Linked DNA regions of Pelodiscus sinensis: region 2 is linked to region 1. The links are chromatin contacts, called in public Hi-C maps. All regions are on one chromosome and are shown on one strand. Each heading gives the region's core, a stretch centred on a gene start, on an enhancer-like site or on the middle of the called end of the contact. The rest is flanking DNA. Distances are from core to core; before and after follow the strand shown.

Evidence for each region. A called contact is a pair of places that touch in the nucleus more often than the background predicts.
Region 2: a contact with region 1 is called in a Hi-C map of an unstated tissue, with 5 times the contacts expected there. The contact joins the promoter of LOC102460830 here to the promoter of RCOR2 in region 1. A contact is called at or near these places in 3 of 5 Hi-C or Micro-C datasets (liver and an unstated tissue).

The regions. Positions count from the first base shown.
Region 1 is chr11:33,783,210-33,787,574 of ASM4963464v1, reverse strand. RCOR2 (REST corepressor 2) reads right to left here and starts at 2,014. Exons shown (of 12, transcript XM_075939100.1): 1 at 1,107-2,014. The coding sequence starts at 1,233. It overlaps LOC142830943 (a long non-coding RNA gene), which reads left to right and starts at 311. Exons shown (of 3, transcript XR_012906504.1): 1 at 311-407; 2 at 2,796-2,888; 3 at 3,654-4,131.
Region 2 is chr11:33,926,847-33,931,211 of ASM4963464v1, reverse strand. It overlaps LOC102460830 (dual specificity protein phosphatase 10-like), which reads right to left and starts at 1,957. Exons shown (of 4, transcript XM_006125055.4): 1 at 1,787-1,957.

The sequences.
Region 1 (4,365 bases), core at 765-3,264:
GGGCTGGCAAGGGAGGATGCCCAGCCCAGCCAGCACTCCACCCTGTTGACACCCTCACCATCTTCTTGGGTTGCTTGTGCCTCCCCAGAGCCAGCACCAAAGGGGCGTAACTGCCCCCCCCCCACCACACACACACACGTTCCCCGAACGGATTCCACATGGTCGGTAGGAGGAATCGGCCGCTCCAGTATCCTTGGACCCCCAGCACATCCCTAGCTGGCGCTGGTGTGCGGCGCGGGGGAGGGGGGCTAACAAAGCCGGCTGACGCTGGGAGGCAGGCACACACGAGGGCGCCAGGGGACAATGGGGTCGAAGCTGTTAGCAAAACCAACCTTCCAGTGATGCCCCGGCTCTTTGTTCGGTCGGGAGCGCTGCTGCACTCCCCCTGGAGCTAAGTTTGGGAACAGGTTGGCCCCCGATACTCCATTGTTATTCTGCCCCCCTCCGCCCCCACTCCCAGGGATCGGGTCCCAGATGGAATTGCAGGAGCAATTATATATCCAGCATTGTTGCATTCGACACTGTGTTTGAGTCCCGGTCCTCCCCGCCAACCCCAGGAGCCACGGGGAAAGGGGGGAGGGGTCACCAAGTCTCCCCGTTGGACGCCAGGTGAGGAGGGGATTCCGAGGCACCTTTGAAAGTGGGATTCATTCAAGTCACTAGGGAAGCAGCATCGCACTCCGATTCTCCCCCGCCCGCGCACCTCCTGGTACTGGGGGAACCGGGTCACTCCCTGTCCCTTCCCCAGACCCGGGAAGTTGTCGCCAGCTCCCTATCCCTGACCCTTAGGGCCTCGCACTCCAGCGGAGTTTTTCTCCTCCTCGGGGAGGTGCTGTGTACTACAAGTGTGGCGTGACACACACACCCCGTCCACAAGCGCGGCGTGTCACAAGCCTTCCCCCCATCACACGCGTGGCGTGAGCCCCCACCCCTCTTAGTCCACACTCGTGGCGTGTTACAAGCCCCCACTCTCCCCAAACCACATGCGTGTCGCAAGTGAATCATTCTCAGCTCCCGTTCCGGGACACGCACGCGTGATCCGCGTGTGGACCGTAGCTAGCTCCCTGCCCCTTGCACAATAGCTGTGCCCCCAATCTGGCACTTACCGTGCGAATGCTCTTCTTCGCTGCTCTCATCCTCCGAGGTCTGATGATTGCCATTGGTGGCCGATTTCGCCCGGCTCCTCGACAGGATCCCGGAGGCCGGGGCGGATTTTTCCATCACGGAAGGCATTTCCCCCCAGCTCCCCCTGCTTTGCGGCCCCCTCCACCACAGGAATCCCCCCTTGAGCCCTGGTGCAGGGTGGAGGACTCGCGCGCGCTGGTCGGTGGCGATTTGAAATAATCCAAAATTAAAACAGCGAGGGGGCGAAATTTACAATCTCAGAAAAATCCATGGGGGGGACGGATCCCAGGATGGAGGGATCCCCAAAATTTGCTGCAAAGAGGGGAGGATTTCAGGGTTTCCTTTCTCAGACTGAATTTTTTCCTCCCCTTCAAAAGTTTCCTAAACTCCCCTGAATTGGGGGGGGGGACTTTGTAACAAACCCCTTTGCTCCCAACACCTGAAATTCCAGATGCTTCCCTGCCCCCCGCAAAAAATAATCTACCAAACGCAAAAAAGGGAGGAGGAAGTTGGGCTAAAAATGAGGGATTTCCCCCCAACTCTCTCCCCTGGGGACGATTTGACCTCAGTTTCCTTCTATGGCTTCTTTCTTCCTCCAAAGATGTAGCAACTTGTGCACAAAAATAAAAGTGACCTCCAGGAGTAGGGAGTGGAAATGGGGGGGTCCTGATTCCAGGGCCTGGAGATGCAGCAAGAGAAGGGGTGTTACTCAGTGTGTGTGGTGGAGGGGGGAACCCTGGTGGGAAAGTTGCGTGGGCAGGCGGCTTTACAGAAGCTCCTGTGCCTGCCTCCGTCTCTCCTCACACACACACACAATGAGAGTCAGACTATAGCTTCCTCGGTCGGCTCCTGCTGCTTGCTGCTGCTGGGGAAAAGTAGTTCCAGCTCCCCTGGCCTCAGCACCTCCCAGCTGAACCCCTCCGCCTGGATGCACATCTGGCCAGAGGGGGGCAGACAGGGGCAAGAGGCAGGCGGAAGGAGCGGAGAGAGTTGAGCCCAGATGTGTATGGAGGGAGGGGGGAGTCTGCGAGTCTTTATTGAATGAAGGGAGGGGCTGGGTGGGTCTTTATGTTTTCTTTTAAAATGCCATTCTCCCTGCAGAAGGGATGAAAGGGAGAGAATGAGAGAGATGGAGGGCTGTTCAGAGACAGACACCCCCCCTTCCAGTAGGAGGCTAGAGGGGCTAGATTTTGGAATGGATATATTTCTCCCCACCCAATAGGCACCCCACTTTCTGCCTATTGCACTATATGCCTTTTTGGACCAGATGTGCTTAGCATAGATGGATGAGTATAGATGAATGAATATAGATGGATAGATGAAGATATATATAATAAATATGGATACATAGATTTAAATATGTATATAGATAGCTAGGTTAGATAAATGAGTAAATATGGGGAGAGACAGCTAGAGATGGGTAGAAGGAGGGATATGTAGGGTAATAGATGGATATTTATGGATAGATGGATTAATAGGTAGAAATGTATGAATGGGAATGGAGGGTAGATAAAGGGGTGGATAAGGCAATAAAGACCTATAACGTCTATTTTCTGAGTCCCTTACTTCTAGGATAATCCTTTGTTATATATCTATTAACATTGTTTTCTTATATGTTTATGTAAAGTAAATAAATGCTTCCTTCAATTTGTTTCTTTCTGGCTTTCTAGCCCTTCTGTCACCTGATGGCCACCCAGTCCCTGGAAATACATGGCAGAATATAAACCAGAAGCTGTTCATTGACACTTTTAAGTAACACAACAGTAAGTAACACTGCATTACAAAAATCTTAAAACTTGAACCTTTCAAAAATGGGTAGGGAGAGAAGTGGGCATCATCAAACGAAACTCAAAATCTATCTATCTAATTAGTATAGGCAGAGCTCACACTTACCCAACACTTCCCATTATTAAACACTGTTTCTAGTTGCCTATAGCAACTTTGCCAAACTTTAACCATTTTTCCATGTCAGGTATCTGCTTCAGGAAAAACTTTTCTGGCAAATCTCAGCTAAAACAGTTCAACCATTCTTGAGATTAAGGGAAAATACATTATTTGGCCCACAATGAGAATATAAGAATAAACTTACACCCTGCTCACACCTCAACCTCAGGAAGGGATCAAAGGGGTTAATAATCTAATGGAGATTTTAAGCATACACCTTTACTAGTAGCTGCATTTTGCCACCTGGTTTTAAACCTTTCCCCACTTTTGCATAAAGTTCCTGAGGTCCCAAAAGGAAAACCAGATCCCTCTCCATAGGAGGGAGAATAGAAGGAAGTGAGAGGAGACTCTGTTTAACCCTAAACTGTGATCTTCTAGTAGTTTGGGTGCTGGGTTACTCTCTAGCATAGGTTATTTGTATATTCACAGTGCTGGTATTGCTGGGGGTCAGGTAGGTATGGCGTGGAAGCTCTCAGACCTGAGGCTTACCAAGATGTCTGGGGGAGATTTGCATTTCCCCAGCTGATTAGCTGGATTGGAATGTGATAGTTAGGTACTGATTTGCATTACTTTGATGTAAATAGGTTACTCCAGATTTATACCACACAGCAGAACCTCAGATCAGGAGTAGGACTGTGGTGGAAACATGCAACAGTGTGAAAAAACCACCAACTCACATGCATACATAACCAACTCACACAAGTAACTAACACAATCAAATAACATGTATCACACACAATCACAATACAGTGGTCCCAGTTCATCTTGTGCAAAGCAAGTGCCCAGTGCTGCCATTCTGTGCTGTTGGTTCTTCATACCTACTGTGCCCTGGCCTCTGACCATGTCTCTGTGGGCTGTGGCTGAGAACCAGGCCCAGGAATTGTGTTGTATTGGTGAGTCTGCTGGAGGGCTAATGATATTGAATCTCACTGAGGAAGGAAGAGGGAGATTGGTTTCTGCAGACCACCAGCAAACAGCTTGGCTCAAGCAGCAAAGAACAGAGTGAGGGTGGGAACAGGGACATAGATAATGAGGGGGGATTTGGCTGACTGCATAGCTTCCACTGCAGCAGACATCTCCAGGTCCTGGCTGGGTGGGGTGAGAGGAAGAGGATCCCAGTCCCTGGTTCCCCTGATGCTATCGGGATCCTGGCCTGCCCAGCTAGCATTGTGTTTAAAGACAACAACAACAGTGGGTCAAACACTATCCTTTCATCCATCCCTATATACACTCCTCTAAACTACCCATCTAGCTAGCTAGCTAGCTCACTAGTACAGGCAGAGCTGGTAGCCAAGT
Region 2 (4,365 bases), core at 708-3,207, 140 kb before region 1:
GGCTCTTTGGTGAGCAGCTGCCTGTCCCTAAGGTAGAGATTGGGGTAATGAACAAGAGCCTGAGGTGGTTGTGTGTCTGTGTGTGTCAGGGTACTTTATCGTGTGTGTGCACATGTGCACTATGGGATATGTATTTGTACAAGCTTTTGTACATCGTGTGCAGTTCTGTGCATGGTAGGGTGTGAGCGTGCACTAATGTGAGTTGAGTGTGCATCTCTGTGAGCTTTGGTATGCTATCCTGTGCAAATCTCTGTTTATGCACTTGTGCATGTTGCGGCAAATATATATTCTGGTGGATGTGGACACTTTGCAAGCTTTGGCACACTGGGAAATGGGAGCTGTGATAAGGCTAGGTTGTGATGGTGAGGGAGCGTGTGCAAGCTTTGCATATTGTATGTGGGTCTATGTATGCATTTGTGCAAGCTTCATAGCTGATTGTGGGTGTCTATTTATGCAGGCATGGACATGGGTGTGTGTCACAGCACAGGTGAGTTCAATCATGCATGGTCCTCTAGCAGCTATTTCCACACTGGTGTGTGAGATGGGAGTGTAAAGCTCAGGAGCCCATTGGCCAGCCCCAGAAGTGCCACCAATAACTCCCCTCCTGAGCCCCTCAATATGGTATCACAACCCAAAAATAACCCCTTGTGTCAGTGCAGCGCTGAGCGCAGCGTGGGCACAAGCTCCCTGTAAGGTCACAGCTGGCCAGGCTGACAATACCCCCTCCTGCCTGGGTGCTAAGCCATGAACCCAGTTACCACTTGCAGCTGGTAGGATCCCACTCAGCCCCCTCCCACAGCCTGACATCACACTTGTCCTGCACCCCTAGTCTGGCACTGCCACCTGTTCCCCCCACTGTGGCATTGCTCCCTATCTCCCCAGTCAGCCATGGCCTCCCCAGCCTGGCTTCACCCCACACCCATCCGCCCAAGTGCCCATTCCCCTGCCTCTTGCATTGTCCTCAGTCCGCTCCAGCCTGGCATCGCGCCACATCTCCCCAACTTACCATCAACCCCCCAGCCTGGCATCACTGCCCATCCCCTCCTATCCTGGAACCATGCTCCCATACACCCCAGCCTGGCATCACCTTCCAGCCCCTCCTATCCTGGCACTATGGTCCCACCCCCCACCCTTAGTCTGGCATTCCTGCCTGGAGCGGGAGCCCGTCTGTCACCCATGATCGCGGCTCCAGCCTTCCCCTCCCACGCACCCCAAAGCTCTGCCGTAGCAAGCTGCGCTGCCAGTCCCCACAAGCCGTGCTGGCCTGTCCCCGCTCCCCGCTCCCTCCTTCCCCGGAGCCCCGTTCAGACAGCAGGATCCCCCGCCATCCCGGCTGCCAGCCGCCACCGTGGACAGCTTCACCCTCCCCTGCCGCCGACCGGCCCTCTGCCCCAGCTGCCCCCATCAGCGCCCTGCGCCCCCGCTCCAGGTGTGCGCCCCCGGCCCCCAAATGTGTTACAACGCACCGTCCAGCTGCTGCCGGCTAGGACCCCCTGCGCCGGGGGTCACCGCTTTCAGGGCTGTCTCCTCTCCCTCCCCCCGCACCCCCGTTCGCCCCACCTCCAAATCTTTGCACCCTCGTCCACAAAGCGCTGCGCCCTCCCCCCGCGGGTTTGCACCCCGGCACCTGGAGCCAGCCAGATGCTGCTCCCCTTGGCCCGGAATCTTCCCTTCCCCAAACAAATCCCCCGGGCAGAGGCAGCCCCGTGCCAAGCCCACCGCGCACTGAGTGCCAATCAGAGCCCCCCATCTCCCCAGGGCACAGGGTACCCAGGCACCCTCTTACCTGCATCAGATCCCTGCACTGGGGCTCCAGCCCATGTGGGCTGAGGGTAGGGGGGTCCTTGGAAGCCAGCCCCTGCGTCCCCCCAGTGCCCAGGCAGGTTCCACCCCCCAAGTTGCTTATTTACTCCCCCCCACCCCCACCACTATCTGGTGCTGAAGCTTTGCTTTGGTGGGAGGGGGAGCCGGGGGAGGAGGGGCTAAGGGGTGACATCATCTGTAGCCAATGAGAGAGAGCCCGGATCTCCGGGATGGTTAGACACAGAGTAGCACGTGACCCAAGCTGGTTTCATTGTGAAAGGAAGGAGTCCCCTTGGCTCTGTCTGTCTGTCTGTCTGTGCACGGCGGCAGGCGCTGGAGAAACACATGGAGAACGACCTATCTGCCTAATCCCATACAGCCATAGATCCATCCAGCCCATAGACAGCAACCAATCTAACCCACAGGTCCCCTAGGTCCATCCATCCAAGTCGATTTATTCATTCATCCCCCACACATCCATCTAACCAGATCTCCATTCAACCCTCCACGTGTATTTATGTACCTATCAATGCCCATACACCAGCTATCTGTTCCTGCACACATCCATCCAGATCTGGCTATCTATCCATCCCTGGACACATACCCATCTATTCCCATAAAATCTATCTGGTATCCTTCTGTCTATCTATCACTATCCATGCTCCTCCCCACACCTTTTTCCTTACTGTGGTGTTTCCCATGGCGACATATTTTGTTTCAATTTTATAACTATCACTCTCCCTCCCTGAAAGGCTTACAGCTGGGAAAACTGAGGCAGTGTGAGAAGGAAGAGCCTTGTGCTGAGTATTATGCTGTGTGTCTGCAGCAGGGCTGGGAGGAGAACTCAGGAGAAGTCCTATAAATGCTTCATTACAAAGTGTGAGGGGCAGGGTGGCTTAAATGAATTTAGCAAAAAACTCTGAGATCCAGGAGGAGTCAGTACATTAGCATAATGCCTCTTGGTGTCTCCATCCCTAAACTCACTGCTAGGAGCCATCTGTCTGTCCATCCCCAGTAGTACAGGCTTATATCTGAGCTTCCCAGGGACAGTAGGAGTCATATGAGTAAGAAATTTAACAGAATAGTTGGACCTGGATCCTTTGCAGCCCTTGATTCACAACACATCTCCCTTGCCACCCTGCCATGCTGAATGGGAGGGTGGGGCACTGTGGGCCTAGTGTGCAAATACATTGTGCTTGTTTTGCACACCCACTGAATCCCAAATCCAGGCAAGCCACACCCACTGCACACAGCAAACAGATACCAATCCCTGCTAACACCAACACCATGCCATGCTCTGCTGCCCCGAGCATGCTCCACAGGGCAGCACAGGCAGCTTTGCCTTTGCATATCAGTGCCTTTGATGGGAATGCTATTTTCCCTCCCGCTGACATCTCAGGGGTAGACTTTAGCACAGGTGTGGTGGATGACTCCATAGCAGTTACTCACTGAGTGACACATACCTGGGCGGGGACATGGCCAGCCTGGAACTGGCTCAACAAGAAACTCCTTGAGCCAAAGCCAACAAGTTTGTTGGTGAGGTCATGAGGGTGGCAGGGGAGACTCAGACAGCACAAGGTCAGGGGCCAGATCCCCAGCTGGTGTAAACTGGCCACAATTCCACTGGCATCAATGGGAACTAATGCTCCAAACTGTGTTTCTTTATTGTCTACTGATTTATACGTGTGTGGGCTCGCACGTTGAAGAACCCCTTTCTAGGGAGTGGGGACCCTTCCCACTAGTCTCTAGGGTGGTCCTTCTGCCTGCCACTCCAATCTCTCTGGGGCAGCAGCACCCCAGAGCCAGAGCTGCCTCCATACAGAACCTAACAGCCTGGCCTACCTGGACTAGTCCCATGGGCAGAGCTGGTGCGGGGCAGCGTTTCCAGGCTCTGGCTCTTCTAAAACTTCTTTCAGGAGCAGTCATGTTTCAGGAGTGCTTGCATTGTCCTTTGCACTGGCACTGCTGTGGGAGCGCCCCCCTCAACCTCCCAGGGTGCCTTTCCACACCTATGAGTCACCCGGGTTGATCACAGTCCTGCCCATGTCCACGAGCTAAAGGGGCTTTCCTAGAATTGGCTCCTAGGGGATTTCAAGGAGGAAAGTAGAGAACCAGGCACTATACACTCACTACGACACCCAGCTCAGTTCAAGGGGCCATGCATGTCTGGACCAGATCCTGGGATTAGGTGCAAATTTGTTAGGACTCCAGAGTTATGTCCGTAGGTGGAGGGAGAGCAGAATGGGGCATGCTGCCTGGATGGGGAGGGTAATGATGTGGAATCCCTATCACTGATCTGATCCACTGGAAGCCTATTCCAGAGCTAGCCCTACAATTAGACAGATGTCCCTAATACATGTGTGTATTTGGGTAGGGTATGTGTGCATTGGAGCATGTGGATGCATGGCTGTGAGGCAGGAGTATGCATGCAGGGTAAGTATACATGTAAACATGTCTGTGTATGTACAGACATGCAGTCTTGCCCTGGGCCAGGCTGATCCCCCAACCCTATAGCTCTGTGCTAGGTCTGTGCAGTTGAGAGTCGGGGGTTGTTTCAGCAGT